Linked DNA regions of Zea mays: region 2 is linked to region 1. Evidence: chromatin contacts called from public Hi-C data. All regions are on one chromosome and are shown on one strand. The core of a region is the stretch at or near the end of the contact, and the rest is flanking DNA. Distances in the headings are between cores, read along the strand shown.

Region 1 (5,360 bases), core at 1,513-4,012:
TGCATGATCAGGACATCATTTTAGGAGCAATGCTTTCGTTGATCGAAGCAACCACTGAACGAAATGAGTCGTGTTGCTTTGATGCAATGGAAGTTTCTCTTGTTTCTGAAAAAAAAAACATTACCCTTTCGTGCTCTGAAACCTTAAAATTTTGCTGCAAATAAAATACCGCAGCATCTGCGGTTTCTAGTCACCAGCGCTGAAATTTTCTGGATATAAATTGACTGACTGCACCGTAGCTCAAGACAATGTGCTTATATGAATTATGATACAAATATATTTTAACCTTCACCCCCTGTGGATGTCCATAAATACAACGTGTTTATGAATTATGATACAAGATGAAAACAATGCAGGGCACAAGACACGTCTTCATGCATTCATATGACAATTATATGTACAAACACGGCACTTGGACACACTATTTCCAACCACTGCTAAACGCTTTGCGTGTTCTTCTCCAACCTTCAAGCGTCACTCAGCAACAAGGCTCCCTTCAAGACTGAGCTGAAAGTCTTCTTATGGGTGGCTGGACAAGCCTGTACGAGCGCGCAAACATCGTTCTTCTCGAGGAACTTCTCGCCGTTCACCAGGATGAGGGGAATGTATTGCAGGACCAGTCGCTTGCACTGCCAGCAAGAAAACAAGATCAGCCCATGCCATTTTGTTGCACGCCATCACAAATCAACCGAGCAAGTTAGAAGACGGTTCCTGATATAAGTAAGTTGTGCATGTGCATCTCTGGATATATATATTTTTTCAATAAAGAACCAAGCGTTTCTGCAGGTCATTCAGATTGTTTATTCTGGCATATACTGAGTGAGTTGTGGGGGCGTGAAAAGTTTGCACATGAACGAGCCAAATAGTAGCGTTTCTGCAGGTCATTCAGATTGTTTATTCTGACATATACTGAGTGAGTTGTGGGGCGTGAAAAGTTCGCACATGAACGAGCCAAATAGCTTACCTGCTGGACGTGGCCTTCAATCTTATTGCACTCCTTGATAAGAATCTGAATTATCTCAAACTACAGGCATCAAACAAGTGGGAAAGACGTCAGACAAAGAATGGCAACTCGTGGTAGTGAAGCACGTAAATGGCGCGCGAAGCTAATTACCTCCGCGTCCGGATCTTTCAGTTTGGACATAACTTCATCAAGCAGGTGGTGGCAGAACACACATGTGCTGTCACTTGTCACACCAGAGAAAAGAGCCGTGCCCCTGCACAGGCCATACTGTTTGCAGAACGCTTCTGGTTTGATCTCCGTGATCTTGGCAAACAGGAGGGTTGCGTAAGAGTCCATCAATTCATCACACTGCAGGGATAGCGCAGCTGTCAAGAGAAAAATTACGGTAAACTCACATAGTAGTTCATTTTTAGGGGGGGGGGGGGGGGGGGGGGCACCTTCCAGCAGTATGTACTATGCAGTATGGAAACCAAATGTTTATGAAATTTATTTAACATATCTTGCAACCACGGCAGTATTTTAACTCTCTACAATACACACACACAACTGGTTATAAGAACATACAAAACATGCTCAAGATGATCACCTTCTGTTCAAACGAGAATGACTGAGAGCAAGCGTCATGAAGGAATCCCATGACCTTATCTTGCGTCTGTTTCTCACTGATATAACTGACAGCTTTGCCCGTGAAGTTTTCACAGGCTGAGCACAGCGGGCTGCCACTCTTGAGACGGACAGGAATCTTGGTCGAAGAAACCTGCTCCTTCAAGGTAATAGCAATATGATCCGGGAGCTCAGCTGTGCAAGATGGAGAAAAAGTGAGAGGGCAGTGAATTGGGTATGGTCCAACAACAACTAATAGTAAGGAAGAATTGGGTTGGAGCAGATAACAAGTAACAGCTATTTGAGAGATATAGGCAAACAATTAGATGGCCTATTAGATCACCCGTTCCAAACCTCTCAAATAGACCACCGGCTCTAGATCTCTCAGCTAAGTTTTAGCCGCTAATAACGGTTTGGAAACCGGGTTTTAACTAAGTAGTCAAAAAAAAGGTGCAGCAGCTAGCAGCAGATAATGGAGTGGAGTCCAAGATGTGATTAGAAGACAACCAAAAGGATGGCAAAGCCTGTTACCAATACCAGCGTCGTCGGCCTGTGCAGCAGGTCCCCAGGCGGCGGCGAGGAGCAGCAAGAGGAGCGTGACGCGGAAGGACGCTTTGGAACCCATACGTATCCCGGGATACGGTGAATTCGCGGACGGTCAACCTGCTTACCTGCCATGGGAAGGAAGAAATATACTGTTACGTGCGGTAGGGTGCTCTAAAACGAATTCCAGTTCGTTTCGGTTAGCCAGGATCCCAGGGTAGCCCCACTTCCAGATCCGGCGGAACACATGGAACCAACCCCCTGAACGACGAGAGATCCACTGGGGAAGCCGATCGGGGCGGGAGGGTGGGGGGACGGAGAGCAACGGAGGAAGGGGGGCTCAATCATCGAAGCAAGCGATCGGACATCCCCCACCCACCCATCGCCGGCGAGATTGCAGATTACGGACCGGGTGGGCGAGCAAAAATACAGAGAATTGAGGGGGAAGGAAAGGTCGCCTCACCCGCCTGAAGGTCGAGACGGAACGAGCAGTCGAGTCGAGTCGAATCGCGGGCGGAAGTAGAACTCCACCGTGCACGCGCAGCTGTTAATATGGCCGGTGGTGGTGGTGGTGGTTTCCCTGTCCCCGTCCCCGTCGGCGGCGGCGGCGGCGGCTCCGGTTGGTCGTTGCTGTGGCGTAGCGGATTGACGGTTCCGTTCCGTGTTGGGGACTTGGGGTCGTTCGGCACGGCAAGAAACCGAGGAGGGGTACAGGCCCTCCCCCGGTCCGGGTCCGGGTCCGGGTCCGGCCCAACATGTGCAGGCTGCCAAGCCCACCGGACAAGTCGGAGGAGGTAGGTAGTAGTATCCGTTGTAACCAATCAGATACACGGACAAACCAGCCACTATGCGGCGTCCTACCATGCGTGAAGCACGACGAGCCCGCACTCGAGCGCCGTGTATTTTTTTTTTGTTGTCCCTTTGTTTGTTTGTTTGTTTGTTTGTAACAGGAATTTAGAGTACCCCAGCACGCTCCCCAAACGTTTGTTTTTTAAAAAAAAACAGGCACAGCCGAGCCGAGCCGCGTACGTGTACCCGTGTCAGGAGCGTTTGACAAACCGGCCGGGGCGGATTGACTTTGACCCAACAAACCAACCACGTGAAACAGTGACGACGGGCCGGCATCGGAGTCGGAGTAGTAGAGTAGAGAGAGCAAGCAACGCATCGACGGCGCGCACTCGCAAACAGTAGGAGTAGGACGGGCGTGAAACGAGGGCGAGGCCCGAAGAATATGGGTTTCCCTGGATTTCCGTACCCAGGAGGATCCGCATGCAGATGCGGGGGCTGGGTCACCTCCTTTTTTGACCTCGGTCGGGGCGTCGGCGTCGCTGCAGCTGCAGCTGCAGTGCAGCAGCATCTTGGCAGGCCGCCTGCCGCGCCAAAAGGATGTGGGTGGGCGGACTCCATCAATCAAGTATTCAAGTGCAGTGCAGTGCATCACCACCATGCCGCCGTGTTCGCCTCCTGTGCCTGGCGCGCGCGCGCGCGGGCCTTTCGGGCCTCCCGCCCAGCCAGCCAGCCTGCCTGCCTGCCTACGTAAGCTACATATATAAATCTACTAGGTATATGCCCGTGCGTTGCAACGGTATACAAAATATTTGATAAAATGTCAGTGCACAACGATTATATAAATCAAATATCATATATACTATCGACCTCAAAATCTTACAAATTCTTTGGCAACAACCAATACAAAACTAAACTAAATCATGAAAATTAATAAATAAACTAAATACATGAAATGACTAAACCCAAATCTAGTCTCTCTGAAGTTTATACACATGCAATAGAAAGAGTATCTACAAAGAGGCAATCAACAGGCATCTCTACTCTACACCGTCAGAACTCAAAAGATGATAAAGGGTACATCAAAGGAGTGTCCATTAGGAGCAACCTAGAGAACTGGTTTGTCGCACATCTGACGACTCCACACATTATAGAAGAATGGGAATACGTTATCTAAATCTGTATAATCATACATGAGACCACCACGGTTATAAAACCAAATGCGTAAAAAATAATAAAGGGTAATCATGTTTCAAATGAATTGTAGCTCATAAAAATTATTTTTACTATAATATGTAACAGTTAGTTCCTTGCGGCTGGTAAAAATTAAATTAAGTTTGCCTATGTCATTAAGAACATGTATGAATGCCAACTTTAAACTTCTAGCTTTCTAATATCATGTCACAAATTGGTAACTTTCTCCATGGGTTCTAGAAGCTCTCAAGGAGCAACAATTCAGAAGTGAACTGGACGAAAATGCATGGGCTAAGTATAAAAGAAACTAAGAAAATTATTTTAAGCTCATAAAATTGTTTGATTATAAAGACCCATCACTTATAAGTTTCTTCTCCTAGCGGTGTCGATGAGCGCCATCTCTTCGTTCCTGACGATGTCCATGAGGAACTCCGCCTATGAAATCATGCCATAACTTTAGTTCCTTAATTTCTTTCTCTATCTACAACAAACAAGTGAAATTTTACATCATGTCATTGAAGTCGTCATATTTTCATAGTGAAGACAACCGACATGCTAAATGACGTATGCAACATGTGCAGTTAGTTCACTATGGTTACTATGTTTCTTCATGTACAAAGATGTTGGGATGAATACACATGAAAAAGTCACAAGTAGCATATACCTTCTGGATTTGATTGTCCTTTTCTTCCACTAATGCTTCAAGACCAGAATACGAAGCTGGGCATCACAATTCACTCTCCAATCTTGCATCAGGCTACATAAACTTTAATAAAGAAGAAACCGTCTATCTGATATAGTATCAATACACGATTCAAAGTTATTTTGATCCTAAGGGAGAAACGGAACTTGTGAAAGGGAATTAGGCTTACACCTAGTTCCTAAATAATTTTGGTGGTTGAATTGCCCAACACAAATATTGGACTGACTAGTTTGCTCTAGTGTATAAGTTATACAGGTGCAAAAGGTTCACATCTAGCCAATAAAAAGATCAAGTGTTGGATTCAATAAAGGAGCAAAGGGGCAACCGAGGGCACCCCTGGTCTGGCGCACCGGACTGTCCGGTGTGCCACCGGACAGTGCACAGTACCTGTCCGGTGCACCAGGGGACTCAGACTCAAACTCTTCGCCCTCGGGATTTCTCGGAAGACGGCGCGCTATAATTCACCGGACTGTCCGGTGTGCACCGGACATGTCCGGTGCGCCAACGAACCGCGGCCTCCGGAACTCGTCATCCTCGGGTTTTCACGACTGCCGCTCCGCTATAATT
Region 2 (5,572 bases), core at 346-2,845, 43 kb after region 1:
GGCATAAGATTTTATCTGAAGCTTTATGGGCTCATAGGATATCTAAACATAGGGCTACTCAAGTGTCTCCTTTTGAGCTTGTCTATGGGCAGGAAGCAGTGTTACCTGTGGAGATAAGTTTGAATGCTGTCAGGTTCGCCAGACAAAATGATTTAAATGCTACTGATTATTATAATTCAATGATGGATAATATTGATGAGGTGACCGACAAGAGGATGATAGCTTTGGGAGCAATAGAGAAAGACAAGATCATGGTAGCCAGGGCCTACAACAAGAAGGTCAAAGCAAAATCATTTCAAGTAGGGGACCTGGTGTGGAAGACCATTCTGCCTCTAAGGAGTAAAGACCGGAAGTTCGGGAAATGGTCACCAAGCTGGGAAGGCCCTTATAAAGTAAAACAGGTGATGTCTGGCAACGCCTATTTGCTGCAAACATTACAAGGCAAGGACTTGCCTAAGGCTTTGAATGGGCGTTTCCTCAAACAGTACCATCCTAGTATGTGGCAGGATGCCTAAGAAAACCGATGTAATCACATCGAGTTAGTTGCTTTTGGTTTGCTCAGCTCCACCAAAAGGCAGGGGGGCATATGTTGAGCGCCGTATTGAGCGGCCGGACGGTCCGGCCCTGAGGCCAGACGGTCCGCGGTCCGGACAGTCCGCGCCTGTGGGCCGGACGGTCCGCGCATGCGCAGAGCAGTTTAGGGTTCCGAGTTTTGTGCTATGTTTGTTGGCTAGATTTGCGGAATTAACACGGAATCCAGTCGTGTAAAGGGTCCAGCCCCCCTCCTCTATATAAAGAGAGGTCTACGGCCGATTTGTAATCATCAACAATCGAATCAATACAACTTCTATTCGCATTTATTTCCAGTACAATTAGGAGTAGTTCTAGCCTAGTTCTAGTTTAGCCTCTCGATCCCCAAATTCTCCGCCTCTCCTCGACTCTACGTCGATTAGAGGAGTCTAGGTCGGCCGGCCCGAGCCTAGACAACCCCTAGGATCTCTCCTCCCCGACGGGGTCCCTCCCGGGAGCGAGATCCAGGCGCCGCCGGCGATCTTCCGCCGCCCCTGCACACGCGCGGACCGTCCGGCCCCAGGGCGCGGACCGTCCGGACGTCAGGCAGGAAAACCTAGCCCCTGCGCCAGGTCGCGGACCGTCCGGCCCCAGGCCCCGGACCGTCCGCGCCTGACCAGAGAGCACCGCCGCCGGTTCTTCTTGAGTATTTGGCGCTCCGAAAAGGCGTCAACAGGAGCGAACCCCGATCGACTATTTTATTTATTTATTTATCTATCTGTTTGGTGGTAAGGTTGCTCGCTTAAACACCGAAATCGATTCGATAAATCTGACCAGGTCTCTGTTCCTTCTAAAGGGTTTATTTTTAAGAAACACAAGCTTTAAAACTTTGAAACCCTGTTGCAAATAGATGATGTCAGCACATGCACGTACTTTTTGTAGACAAACTTGTCCCTGTCACGTGATGACCGAGGGAGCCTAAAGCCGCCCTACCAAACACGCTAGCTGGCTGTGTTCTGTGACTGTGAGGTGAGCAAGACACGCCGGGGCGGCGGCGTGGCGTGGGTCGTCGTGTGGAGGTCAGGTCAGGCGACTGCATCGGAATGATGGCCGGGAGACTGGGATCTGCTCGCTCGTCAGAGCAGCCTGTCTGTCGTCTCGTCCCGTCCCGAGACTATTTTTTAATACGCTTCTCCGTACTCCGTACGTACTGAGCACACAGGGTCGGACAGACACACACGCAGCCGAGCCGGCTTGCCATGTGATTGCATGGACCGTCGGTGGTGCATGCATATGGAGTACTCGACCGTGTTTATCTAGGCCAGATTTAGATTATTTATTTAGATGTTGATAGCCATATTTATTTATCCTCAAAATTATATAATCCAACTTAAATAAGTTAAAATATAAACAAATAACCAATATTATTATGTAGATTATATAATTTAGATAGCTAGATTATGATAATCTATAAACATGTCAATAAGTGCTTATATAATATATAATAAGGTAGATTATATAATTTTAGAAGAAAACAAACATGGCCTATATAATCTATAGGCTACATTATTTAATCCTGGAAGGAAATAAACATGGTCTTACACTTTAGATTATATAATCCAACTTAGCTAAGTTAAAAAACAAACAAACAACACAAATTATTATAACACAAATTATTAGATGGAATATATAATTTACATACCTAGACTATGATAACAAATAAGCAAGTCATTAGGTGACTATATAATCTATAAGTTTGATGGAAACAAATAGGGGCATAAAAGTATAATGTTAGCCGTACAAACGGGATTCAGATTTTTTTTTTTTTTTGCCTACATAACATGGTCCAGATTCTTGCCTGACAGGCAAACAACAACGTGACCCCCTGCTGTGGGTACATTTGCTAGGGATCAATGTATAAAACCATTCGCCTGCTCTACAGTACGGGCTAGGCTGCTACATCAGCAGAAGACAAACATGCCCTTCTCCGAGGAAATCAACCTTCGCGCCGAAGACTTCCCAACGATCCGCTCCAACTGCAAGTTAGCAGCAAGAAACGAAATCTCATCTTGGATCCAGATCATGTCATACAGAGATTAAGATAGATTTCTTCACACTGCAAACTGAACAGCTGAACATGGAATTCGTAGCTGGGCGAGAGACCACTAGAGTTTGCTTAACCAAGCTAAGTGAAACAGCGAACTCACCTTGAGAAGGTCTAGACGAGAGAAGAGGACGTTGCACTTGCGGTTTTCTGATTCGCCCAGCATATTTACAAGCTGAAAAGGAAGATACAAACCCAAGGAGCGTTAACTTTAAACCGTGAGATGAAGCAGTGAAAAAATCACAGTTTTTTTTAGTCAGTACCTCCGGATAAAATTCTTTTCTCCCAGGCAACGAATAGACTAGTAGATGCTTCGTTCCCCTGATCTGCACGTCAAGAAAATAACCATGAACAACAACATAGACGATACACCAAACACAGAAACAACATGAACTGCACAGTGTAATAACAAGTAACGCTCCAGACGATGTCACCTTGTATCGGTGGTAGAAGTGAGATCTTTCGCTGTAAAGCAAGATCTTTTTCTTGCCCTCAAAAAACCAGAGCCTTGCACGGGATATATCCTGCTGAGACGTAGCCCTGATTTGGGAGGAGAGCATTGAGATGAATACCGCTTGTCTCAAGGCTGGACTGATAAAAATAATCTCTAGTGACAAGGAATGTCTACTCACTCTCCGATTCGACAAAAGGACGCTTCCTTGGATTTTAAGAAATTGCTTATTCGAATGTATTCAAAATACGAACTGACGAATAGCAGCAGCCCACCCTGCGTTGCACTAGACAGTTAGCAAATCTTGCAGGAGATAGTCATTGTAGAAGCATGAACATTGTCAATATTTTTTTCTCTCAAATACGCGTGCATCGTTTCATCAAGAAGAAGAGTTGTAAAGTGCAACACCCATACCATACAGACACCCCCCTTAACATTATCAATATTTACAGGAGATGCCGAGCATTAGGAACTAAGTTCCTACAGAATTTCAGAAGTATCAAATACAACTGAACGTTCGAACATAACAGAATAGAGCATACCTCATCCAAGTCCTGGATCTTTGGATATACCTGTAAAACATCATAAAATATAAAAAGGTCAGATGCATTAAACAATATATTATTACACATTTAGATATGGAATGGACAACAAAAAGTGGTGAAATAAAAACTCTGGAATTGTTGTTGTTGATAAGATCAGTTAGTTGGTTATCAGATAAGTTTACTGACTAGACTGTCAAGATAGATCGATCTGCTAGGGTGCGTGTAGAATTTGAACTAGCCTAAGTACACTCTGAAGGATTGTACAAAGTTGCTAGATTATTCTGTTAACTAGTATTCCTTCATTATAAGAATAATACTATTGAGCTAAGGCCACTACATTGGCAGATATATATCTTATACAACCACAAAAGAACAGACCTTGTTGCAGAAATAATCAAAACGAGCACCGTCAGCTTCAGCAATAGAAGATGCATCAAATCTTTCATACACCTGTTTAGTAATTGCACATTGAAAACGATTAGAATATTCAAGTGCTGTTTTGGTAAATAAGATAAGATATAAAATTATGCATGAACTTTAGTCTAACTCAGGAGGATTCTGAAATCTGAATCCATGGCATAAAGACTTTGTTTACAAAAATATATCTACGAGTAAAATTCAAGTTTTATTCACTATATATGCAACAACGTAGCAGAATCAAGATGGATAAGAGTGTTCACCTGCCGCACTTCAAGTTGTATTTTGGGAAGAACTCCTGCATACTCGGTCACCATTTTAATCTAGTAGAAGTCCTAAAACTATTAGCTCAACAATACATGTAATCCCTTTTTTGGGAGAGGGGGTAACCCAGTGATTTCAATCATGGCATACCTTTCCTTCATAATTTAAGCATAATCCGTTAAATAAAGCATTAATCTCTGCATAACATGGAAACCAGTTGAGCTTTGAAATTCACATAGGCGTATGAACAAACAAATGGACAACTATGTAATAGATGCAAAAGAAATCTGCATAGCATCATTATCTTATCATTTATCAACCTAATAAAACAAATCAAGGTTTCGCGGTTCCCGTGCATAATAACTAGTCGCGTCGCGTTGAGCATCAGTTTCTACGTTACTGAAAACAAGAGAGAAGGGGGCAGGTTACAACCACTTTCCAGCTGAATCCATACCTGGTGTAAGGTATGAGCTTAACAGTATTGTCTGCCGATAGTACTGTGCATGCTGATCCAAGTACCTTGAACATCAATGCACAAGCTTAATTAATATGGACATAGTTTGAGGATACACAGATAATTAATAATAAATAACCATGAAAATTGTGTGATGTGCGGGCGCACATACGCCAGGCGCGCGCGTGATGTGCGCAGGGGAACAGAGCACGCAGCCAGGACACAGGAAGGGAAGGCAAGTGGCTAGAAGGAAAGTTAGCCACCTAATCAATTGTTTCCTGTGTTAGTTATTTCCTTATTAGTCGTTTCCTTGTTAGTTATTTCCTTGTGAGTTATTTCCTTGTGAGTTGTTTCCTTGTTAGTTATTTCCTTATAGCTGCCCCCTCTGTGGCTATATAAGCATGTACGAGACATCATTTGGGATAAGCAATAATTCAGTCCTAATCTCCCTCTCTTCTCTACAAACCGACGGCTGAGGGGTATAACCTCGCCGGCGTGACGGACAGCGGCTACGAGTTACGTAGCCGGGGTCCGGCCAGTCGGGGATTTGGCGTCCTTGACAACCTGGTATCACGGTCTCGTCGATCCTCACCCACCCGCTCCAACCACGCCCAGCAGCCGCCAACGCCACCACCTTTCCCAGCCTCCACCACAGCCATGGCCGAGCCCACCATTGCCGACGTCCTCGCTGAGTTGCGGGCACTCCGCACGGACGTCAACACGCTGCAGTTCGACATGGCGGCCATGAAGGACAAGTCTGTGTCGGCCTCGGACAACGGGGGCCACGGTCGGCGACCCGAGGGGCAGCGCGACCACGATCCGTACCT

The links. Hi-C and Micro-C count contacts between places; a contact is called where the count stands out from the background.
Region 2: a contact with region 1 is called in a Hi-C map of leaf, with 3 times the contacts expected there. The contact joins the enhancer-like site here to the promoter of LOC100191896 in region 1. A contact is called at or near these places in 10 of 25 Hi-C or Micro-C datasets (bundle sheath, ear, endosperm and 4 more) and 1 of 3 datasets of contacts at active chromatin or transcription factors (leaf).

Annotation. Positions count from the first base shown.
Region 1 is chr10:4,125,007-4,130,366 of Zm-B73-REFERENCE-NAM-5.0, forward strand. LOC100191896 reads right to left here and starts at 2,763. Exons shown (of 6, transcript NM_001358377.1): 1 at 2,574-2,763; 2 at 2,105-2,238; 3 at 1,551-1,762; 4 at 1,115-1,312; 5 at 965-1,024; 6 at 257-629. The coding sequence starts at 2,192. The coding sequence ends at 468.
Region 2 is chr10:4,169,161-4,174,732 of Zm-B73-REFERENCE-NAM-5.0, forward strand. LOC103640742 (U3 small nucleolar RNA-associated protein 25) reads right to left here. Exons shown (of 23, transcript XM_008664232.3): 14 at 4,746-4,810; 15 at 4,442-4,488; 16 at 4,291-4,350; 17 at 3,989-4,060; 18 at 3,608-3,637; 19 at 3,247-3,341; 20 at 3,049-3,154; 21 at 2,878-2,940; 22 at 2,718-2,789; 23 at 2,149-2,546. The coding sequence ends at 2,472. Among protein-coding and RNA genes, the nearest start is that of LOC103640742, 26 kb to the right of the region's middle. Within about 2 kb of position 1,596, at least 20 of the 20 cell types and tissues checked have an H3K27ac peak or open chromatin away from gene starts, as enhancers often do. A contact at or near this core is called in bundle sheath, ear, endosperm and 3 more, where this site is marked.